Regions from separate parts of the Mus musculus genome. Here region 1 is linked to region 2. The links are chromatin contacts, called in public HiChIP or PLAC-seq maps. All regions are on one chromosome and are shown on one strand. The core of a region is the stretch at or near the end of the contact, and the rest is flanking DNA. Distances in the headings are between cores, read along the strand shown. Region 1 has its middle 21 kb from the start of Rpp21. Region 2 holds the start of Abcf1 (ATP-binding cassette, sub-family F (GCN20), member 1).

What was found. HiChIP or PLAC-seq counts read pairs in DNA pulled down with a chosen protein or histone mark.
Region 1: a contact with region 2 is called in a FOXA1 HiChIP or PLAC-seq map of pancreatic cancer cells. The contact joins the enhancer-like site here to the promoter of Abcf1 in region 2. A contact is called at or near these places in 2 of 39 promoter capture datasets (cranial neural crest and pre-B cells), 2 of 484 Hi-C or Micro-C datasets (both in embryonic stem cells), 2 of 115 datasets of contacts at active chromatin or transcription factors (the SCID.adh cell line and pancreatic cancer cells) and 2 of 9 other capture datasets (adipose tissue and liver).

The regions. Positions count from the first base shown.
Region 1 is chr17:36,235,308-36,239,001 of GRCm38.p6, forward strand. No RefSeq gene overlaps it. Among named protein-coding and RNA genes, the nearest start is that of Rpp21, 21 kb to the right of the region's middle. Within about 2 kb of position 2,169, at least 65 of the 459 cell types and tissues checked have an H3K27ac peak or open chromatin away from gene starts, as enhancers often do. A contact at or near this core is called in the SCID.adh cell line and pancreatic cancer cells, where this site is marked.
Region 2 is chr17:35,967,825-35,971,374 of GRCm38.p6, forward strand. Abcf1 (ATP-binding cassette, sub-family F (GCN20), member 1) reads right to left here and starts at 1,926. Exons shown (of 23, transcript NM_013854.1): 1 at 1,822-1,926. The coding sequence starts at 1,894. Gm32655 (a long non-coding RNA gene) reads left to right here and starts at 1,961. Exons shown (of 2, transcript XR_385568.4): 1 at 1,961-2,181.

The sequences.
Region 1 (3,694 bases), core at 919-3,418, 270 kb after region 2:
GGGAGGGTGGGTGAGGGACCTGGGGATGTGGTCACACCACTCTTTATCCCAAAATGGGCATAAAAATCACATGTTGAGCCGGGCGTGGTGGCACATGCCTTTAATCCCAGCACTCGGGAGGCAGAGGTGTAGTCTCCCCTCCCCCAGCCTGAAACCTGCTTGCTCAGGGGTGGAGCTTCCTGCTCATTCTCTCTGCCACGCCCACTGCTGAAACCTGCTGCTTTGCTGTTCTGAAGCCATCACGTGCTCACCCTACTACTGGATCTGAGATTATTCGGCGGGAATCGGGTCCCCTCCCCCTTCCTTCATAACTGAGTGTCACAACAGTAAAATTTGAGCTTTGATCAGAATAACTGTCTTGGCTACATTTCTTTCTCTCGCCACCTAGCCCCTCTTCTCTTCCAGGTTTCCAAAATGCCTTTCCAGGCTAGAACCCAGGTTGTGGTCTGCTGGCCGGACACAACACAGAGGCAGGGGGATTTCTGAGTTCGAGGTCAGCCTGGTCTACAAAGTGAGTTCCAGGACAGCCAGGGCAATACAGAAAAATCCTGTCTCAAACCCCCCCCCCCCCCCCAAAAAAAAAAAGTCACATGTGGAACAAAAGCTGGTGTGCTTTGTGTCTTTGTTTGTTTGTGTTGGTGATGGTCCTGGTGGTAGTGGTGATATGTTTGTGTGTAGGGAGTGTGTGTTTGTGTGTGTGTTCATGTATTCCGCCAAGTACTGTGACAGCCTCAGAATAAATTTCAAGAGACCTGCGTCTTCTTACCTGTGGATCCCTGGGATCAAACTCAGGTCCTCCCGTGTTAGAGCGACTGCCTTTCTTGATGGCTCTCTATATTGTTTTTATTATTTGATGTGTATGGCTCCCTTTCAGAGATCTCCAGTCAGGGACTGAGGCAGGCTGTAACTCTTTCAAGATGACAAAACCCACTATGTAGAAGAAGTAGTTCGTGTACCTCAGTAGGGGGTCCATCTATGGGGACACAAAATAACCTAATAGATGGTGAAGATACAGAACATGAGTCAGGTGGTGATAACTGTACAACCGTGTCAGAAACATTAAGAGACAAAGTTAACAAGAACAAAATTTACATTAAGATTAATACAAATCAATAAGTGGTTAAATATGAAGTTAACATAAGGTCAAATGCAATTGTAGAACTGGCTGGACCATGTACCAGAGTCATGGTATTTTTGTTTTGTTTTTAGAGACAGTTTCTCTATGTAGCCCTGGGTGTTGTGGAACTTGCTCTGTAGACCAGGTTGGCCTAAACTCAGAAATCTACCTGCTTCTGCTTTCCAAGTGCTGAGATTAAAAGTGTGTGCTGCCAACATCTGGATAGTAGTGGGTTAAGGAAACTGTAAGTAGCAGGTTGTTTCCATCAGACTCCTGCATAAGGAACAAGCACATAGGAGCTTTGTAAAGGGAGCCACCATCTCTTTGACAAATTAACTTGGGCTCAGATCCTGAGCTTCAAGTAGGTCCACCCAAACTTTTCCTGCCTGCAGCCTGAGGAGTAGCTCTGAGGAGCCTGAGAGTTCCATGGAGGCTCCCAGGCGGAGGAGGCAGCAGAGGAATCAGCAGAGCCTGAAGTCTTCCTGGAAATATCAGAGAAGAGCCGATCCCTGGAAAGATGCTTTAAAAATGTGAACTCACGGGGGCTGGAGAGATGGCTCAGTGGTTAAGAGCACTGACCACTGTTCCTATGGTCCTGAGTTCAAATCTCAGCAACCACATGGCTCACAACCATTCGTAATGGAATCTGATGCCCTCTTCTGGTCTGAAGACAGCTACAATGTACAATGTACTCATATACATAAAATAAATAAATCTTTAGGGGAGAAGATAAAACTTAGGACAGACTGAGATGCTGTGGTCCATGCTGAGCCAGAAGCCTTGTAGAAGTCCAAAATGCGTGCTGCTTACTATAAAGGGCTGGTTGTAGTAGCTAAGAGCAGGGTTCACTTGGAAAATCTGCTCCTCATTCTTGGCTCTCTGTGTCTCTTGCTCTTGGTACTCCATCCCCTCCTGCTCTAGCCACATGGCTTGGGGCCAGGGCATTTTTATCAAATGGCAGGAATTCCTTGTGGTTCACTAAACTGAGTTCCATGATACCGGGCTCCCTGAGGCCCAGGCGGGTCCGGAGGCGGCGATGAGGGAATACCACAGCTAGTGTGAGCCTGTGGATGGCGGGCGGTGAAACTCCGACGTCCTCCCAGGACTCCAGGACGGTGCTCTGGCCAGGAGGGGAGCAGGGCTTAGGGTTTGGGACCCGGGTGGAGAAGAGACGGAAGGTTCAGCTGGCGATGCAGGGGCGGGGCTTCCCCAGTGGAGCCCCACTCCACCCACCCGCTCCTCCCCGCAGAGGCCAATTCCCTCAGGACACCGCAGTCACCAGCTCAGGACTGTGGCGGGGGCTAGAACGCCTGCCAGCCATAGGAGAAACCCGCAGAGCGCCATCAGGCAGATCTAGACTTTAAGGGCGGGTTTGATTCCTGCGGATCTGGGTGGACTTTATAACTAGTGCCCGCAACCGCGGAAGTCCCAAATGCGTGCTGCTGAGTGCCACACTGTGGTCCATACTGAAGCCAGAAACTGCCAGGCTGAAGCCCTAAGGGCGTGCTGCTGACTATAAAGGCCAGGGTATGTATGATTTCAGTCTGAGAATGAGAGACATAGAACGCTTCTGTGAGAACCTCTTCCTTATCGCCCACAGAGAAAGAAAGAAAGAGAGAGAGAGAGAGGGAGGGAGGGAGGGAGGGAGGGAGGGAGGGAGGAAGGAAGGAAGGAAGGAAGGAAGGAAGGAAGGAAGGAAGGAAGGAAGAAAAGGAAAAGAAAAGAAAAGAAAAAGAAAAAGAAAGAAAGAAAAGAAAAAGAAAAAGAAAAAGAAAAGCCACTGAAGAGAACTTTTAAAAATTGTGATAAGGATGCTGACCTGACACAGCTGATGGCTTCTGTCAGGGGCGGGGTGAGGAAGGAACCAGGTATCTTTAAGAGGCTGGCCACTGGGAGTTTGACAACGCTTCAGTAAGTATATGGGCAACACGAATTAAACTTGGTATTTTTCCTTTTTTGGTGTGGGGGGGGGGGAGAGTATAAGGGAGGGCCAACTTGGGGGACTGGGATGTGAATGGGATTGGGATACATCATGTGAAATTTTCAAATAATCAATAAAAGCATTAAGTTAGAGTCCTACTGAAGTCATTTTTCATAAGATTGTATGCAGAAGAGCTTTCCAAAGGTGTTGAATGTGAAGGCAGCTTATCTGAAAGCTTCCTTTGAACATGGACAGTTGAGGTATGAACCTTGGAATTTGCTTTTATTAAGTGGAAGAATTGAATGCCATGAGAAATGGCGTGGCCAAATGAACTAACATGCAGGTCCCATACCCAGTCAGGTGGTAGGCTATGTACAAGGTTCCCTTGTTCATAGCACCCTCATATGTCTGCCAGTTTGGGAGGCACAGAGTGAAAAGTAATTGCTATCTGCATCTCTGTTGTTCGAGACATTTAGGATGTGGGTGCAGACTTTGAAATCTTCCATAGGGCAAGGGAATCCATCCCCGACAAGTGAGACATCAGGAGGAACTCATCTTCCATGTAGATAAGGAGTGTTTTCCTAGTCAGGTCTACACAGCCAGAGGCAGAAGCAGCAGGTTGCAGTCCCCATGCAACCTGTAATGAGGCTAGCACA
Region 2 (3,550 bases), core at 676-3,175:
CTTGTGACTCCATTGTCAGGGGGTCAGATGCCCTCTACCGACAAGGCACACACATGGTACAGTTATATACATGCAGGCAATACATTCATACACATAAAAAAAATAATTTTTGCATGTTTTCCACCTTACAGTCCAACACTACTCTCTCTCTCTCTCTCTTTTTTTTTTTATTTTCAGGGTTGGAGAGATGGCTCAGTAGTTAAGAGCACTGGCTGGGGGCTGGTGAGATGGCTCAGTGGGTAAGAGCACCCGACTGCTCTTCTGAAGGTCAAGTTCAAATCCCAGCAACCACATGGTGGCTCACAACCATCCCTAACAAGATCTGACTCCCTCTTCTGGTGTGTCTGAAGACAACTACAGTGTACTTACATATAATAATAAATAAATCTTTAAAAAAGAAGAAGAAAAAAAAAAAAGAGCACTGGCTGCTCTTCCAGAGGACCTGGGTTCTAAGCCTAGCTAACAAGCCTCCCTGAAACTCCAGGTCCAGGATACCCAACGCCCTCTTCTGACTTTCAAAGGCACTGAATGTGTGCAGTACAAAGGCAAAGCACCCATACACATAAAATACTAATTTTTTGTTTGTTTGTTTTCTTTCCAGCTAGGAATGTTGGTGCACATCTGTAACACCAACATTCAATTGGCAGACTCACATGGATCTTTATGAGTTCCAGGCCAGCCTGATCTACATAGTGAGTCCCAGACTAGTCAGGCTGCATAGTGAAATCCCACCTCAAAGAACAAAACACCTTTTAATTAAAGGTATTTCTCAAGCACTACTACCTACTAATGGTCCACTACCCACTCTCTTATTTTGTTTTGTTTTCTTTTTCGAGATAGGGTGTCTCTGTGTAGCCCTGGCTGTCCTGGAACTCAGAAATCTGCCTGCCTCTGCCTTCCAAGTGCTTGGATTAAAGGCGTGCGTGCACCACCACTGCCCAGCTCACTACCCACTCCTTAAACTGCACTTTGATTAATAGAGTGACATCCTTCTGTACCCTTTTATCTGCCCAGTCTTTAGTTCTGCACCAGGCACTTGATTGACAGCAACTCTTCAGTCTTCACTTCCTTACTATTTCTTTGACACTTCTTACAAAAGTCACTGCCAGAGCCTAGTGTTCCTAAATCTATCCTGGCACACACCTTTAATCCCAGCACCTGGGAAGCAGAAGCAAGCAGATTTCTGTGCCTTGGAGGGTAGCATGGTCTACTGAGTGAGTTCTGGGACAGCTAGGGCTATGTAGAGTGATCTTGTTTTCTTCGAGGCAGGGCTTCTCTGTGTAGGCCTCGCTGTCAGGGAACTCGCCTTGTAGACCAGGCTGGCCTCGAACTCACTTAGATCCGCCTTCCTCGGCTTCCTGATGCTGGGATCAAAGGCGTGTTCCCCCAAGGCTTGGCTGAGAGAACGTCTTAAAAAAAAGAGACCTTTATACCACGCACAAAGCACATCGCATGAGTATTAAAGTAAACCTTGATCCTAGCCCTTGACATAAAGACAGCACCTAGTGCAGTCCAGCGGGACCGAGCCTTTGGAGTCCACGAAGGAGCTGTTGTTCTCTGGGAGGGAGGCAAGTGCAGTTGGGAGCGCACCACACGATTCAAGGCACGCTCCCTCACCGCGGTAGGAAAGAAGTCAACAATTCTAGTTCCTGTCCTGCCGTCCCTCCCTCGGTGACATATGGTCTTCCCGTCTCCCGTCCGCCTCTCTGGGCTCTAGGACGGCCCGGGGCACGCGGCCTCTGCCCCGGCGCACATGCGCAGGACCCACGCTCCATGGAGGCCGCCGCCGTCCCCGCCACTCCTGCCTCCTTCCCCACTCACCCGCGGGGCTCGTGCCCTCGCCGTCCCCGATCCACTCGGGCTCGGGCGGCTGTTGCTTGGGACCCTTCGGCATCGCGGCGGCAGTTAAGAGTCCTCCAGCGGCGCCCGGCGCCGTTTCCGCTTCCGGCGATGTGGGCCGGCCAGTGGGCGGGCTCTCCATGTAGGCTCCGCCCCGACCCGCGGAGGGTCTGCTGCGCAGACACGTGGGGCAAAGGGGCGTGGCGGCATTGCGGCTTTGGGGGTGTGGCCAGAGACGTCACCTACTTGACTGGAGTGGGCAGCGCGTCATGACCGTCCCAACGCCTAAGCAGCTGATGCTGCGACGCGGTGACACTCAAAGAAGGACATGGTAATTTCCAGGTAGGCAGAAGTAGACATCTGATTGTGTCATCCTAGCTGGTGTCTGGAACTCGCTGTGTAGCTGAGGTTGACCTCCAACCCAGAGAGGCGTTTGCCTTTGGCTCCGGAGTGCTGAGTTTTGTTTTGTTTTGCAGACAAGGTTCTCTGTGTAACACTGGCTGGCCTCTAACTCAGAAATCCGCCTGCCCCTGCCTCCTAAGTGCTGGGATTAATAAGGTGTGCGCCACCACTGCCTGGTAGGAGTGCTGAGGTTTGTCGACACACCCTGTTCTGAATCCTTTTTGTTGTTTAACCAGGGACTCACTGTGTAGTCTTAGGCTGCTCTGAAACTCACAATGTAGTCTTGGTTGGCCTGGAACTCCTAGAATTCCGCCTGCTTTTCTGCCTCTGGGAGAGCCAGGATTACAAGTCTGTACTATTATGCCTGACTGGCCACTTTATTTAAAACAGTACACCTCTTCAGTCATTCTTCACTACTTCTAATCCTATTTTTTTCTAATCCTACGTACTGTAAACTGTATTTAAAGACACCACAGCCAGTCGGCTTAGGAAAGTGTAACCTTACTCGCCCTTGGTTGACATGTCAATAAATATCCAGGTGTACAGATATAACCAAGGAACTCCACCCCAATAACTATTATGCAATGGAACCTGGAGTTTTGTGTGTGTGTGATAATTTTGTCCTAATTGACCTACTGTAATTGCACATAAAATGGCAAGCAATGAGCAGTTGTAAGTTTTGACAAACAAGCCCCCCCCCCCTTTTTTTTGAGACAGGGTTTCTCTGGGTAGCCCTGGCTGTCTTGGAAATCATTGTGTAGACCAGGCTGGCCATGAATTCAGAGATCTACCTGCCTCTGCCTCCCAGGAAGCATATACCTTTCAAACCACAATCAAGAGATGGCTGGCTTTAACGCTAATGACTGACAGGCATGGGGGTTTGGATGAGGGTTTCCACACCTGGGGCAGCTCCTGTCTTCAGTCATGCTCTTCTTTTCCTTATGTAGTCCAGTCTTGCCTCAAGTCCTCTAAGTAGCCAATGATACTCAATTTCCCATTTTCTTGTCTCCCTCCTGAGCTCTGAGATTACACACCTGTGTTAATGTGCCTGGTTTATTTATATGGTCCAAGAATGGAACCTAAGGCAGTGTCACACATACTAGGCAAATGTCCTACCCACTGAACTACATTCCCAGCTCTCATGATGCTTCTGTCCCAATTCATTTTCCAGGATAACCAGATCAGAAGCCATGTCCTAACACATCTGACATAGGTGGTCACTTTCCCTCCATTTCTCCACAGACTTTTTCTCCAGTGGACTGCTCTTCCTCCATCTTATGCTGGTGCCTCTGCCCCTGGGGTTCTAACT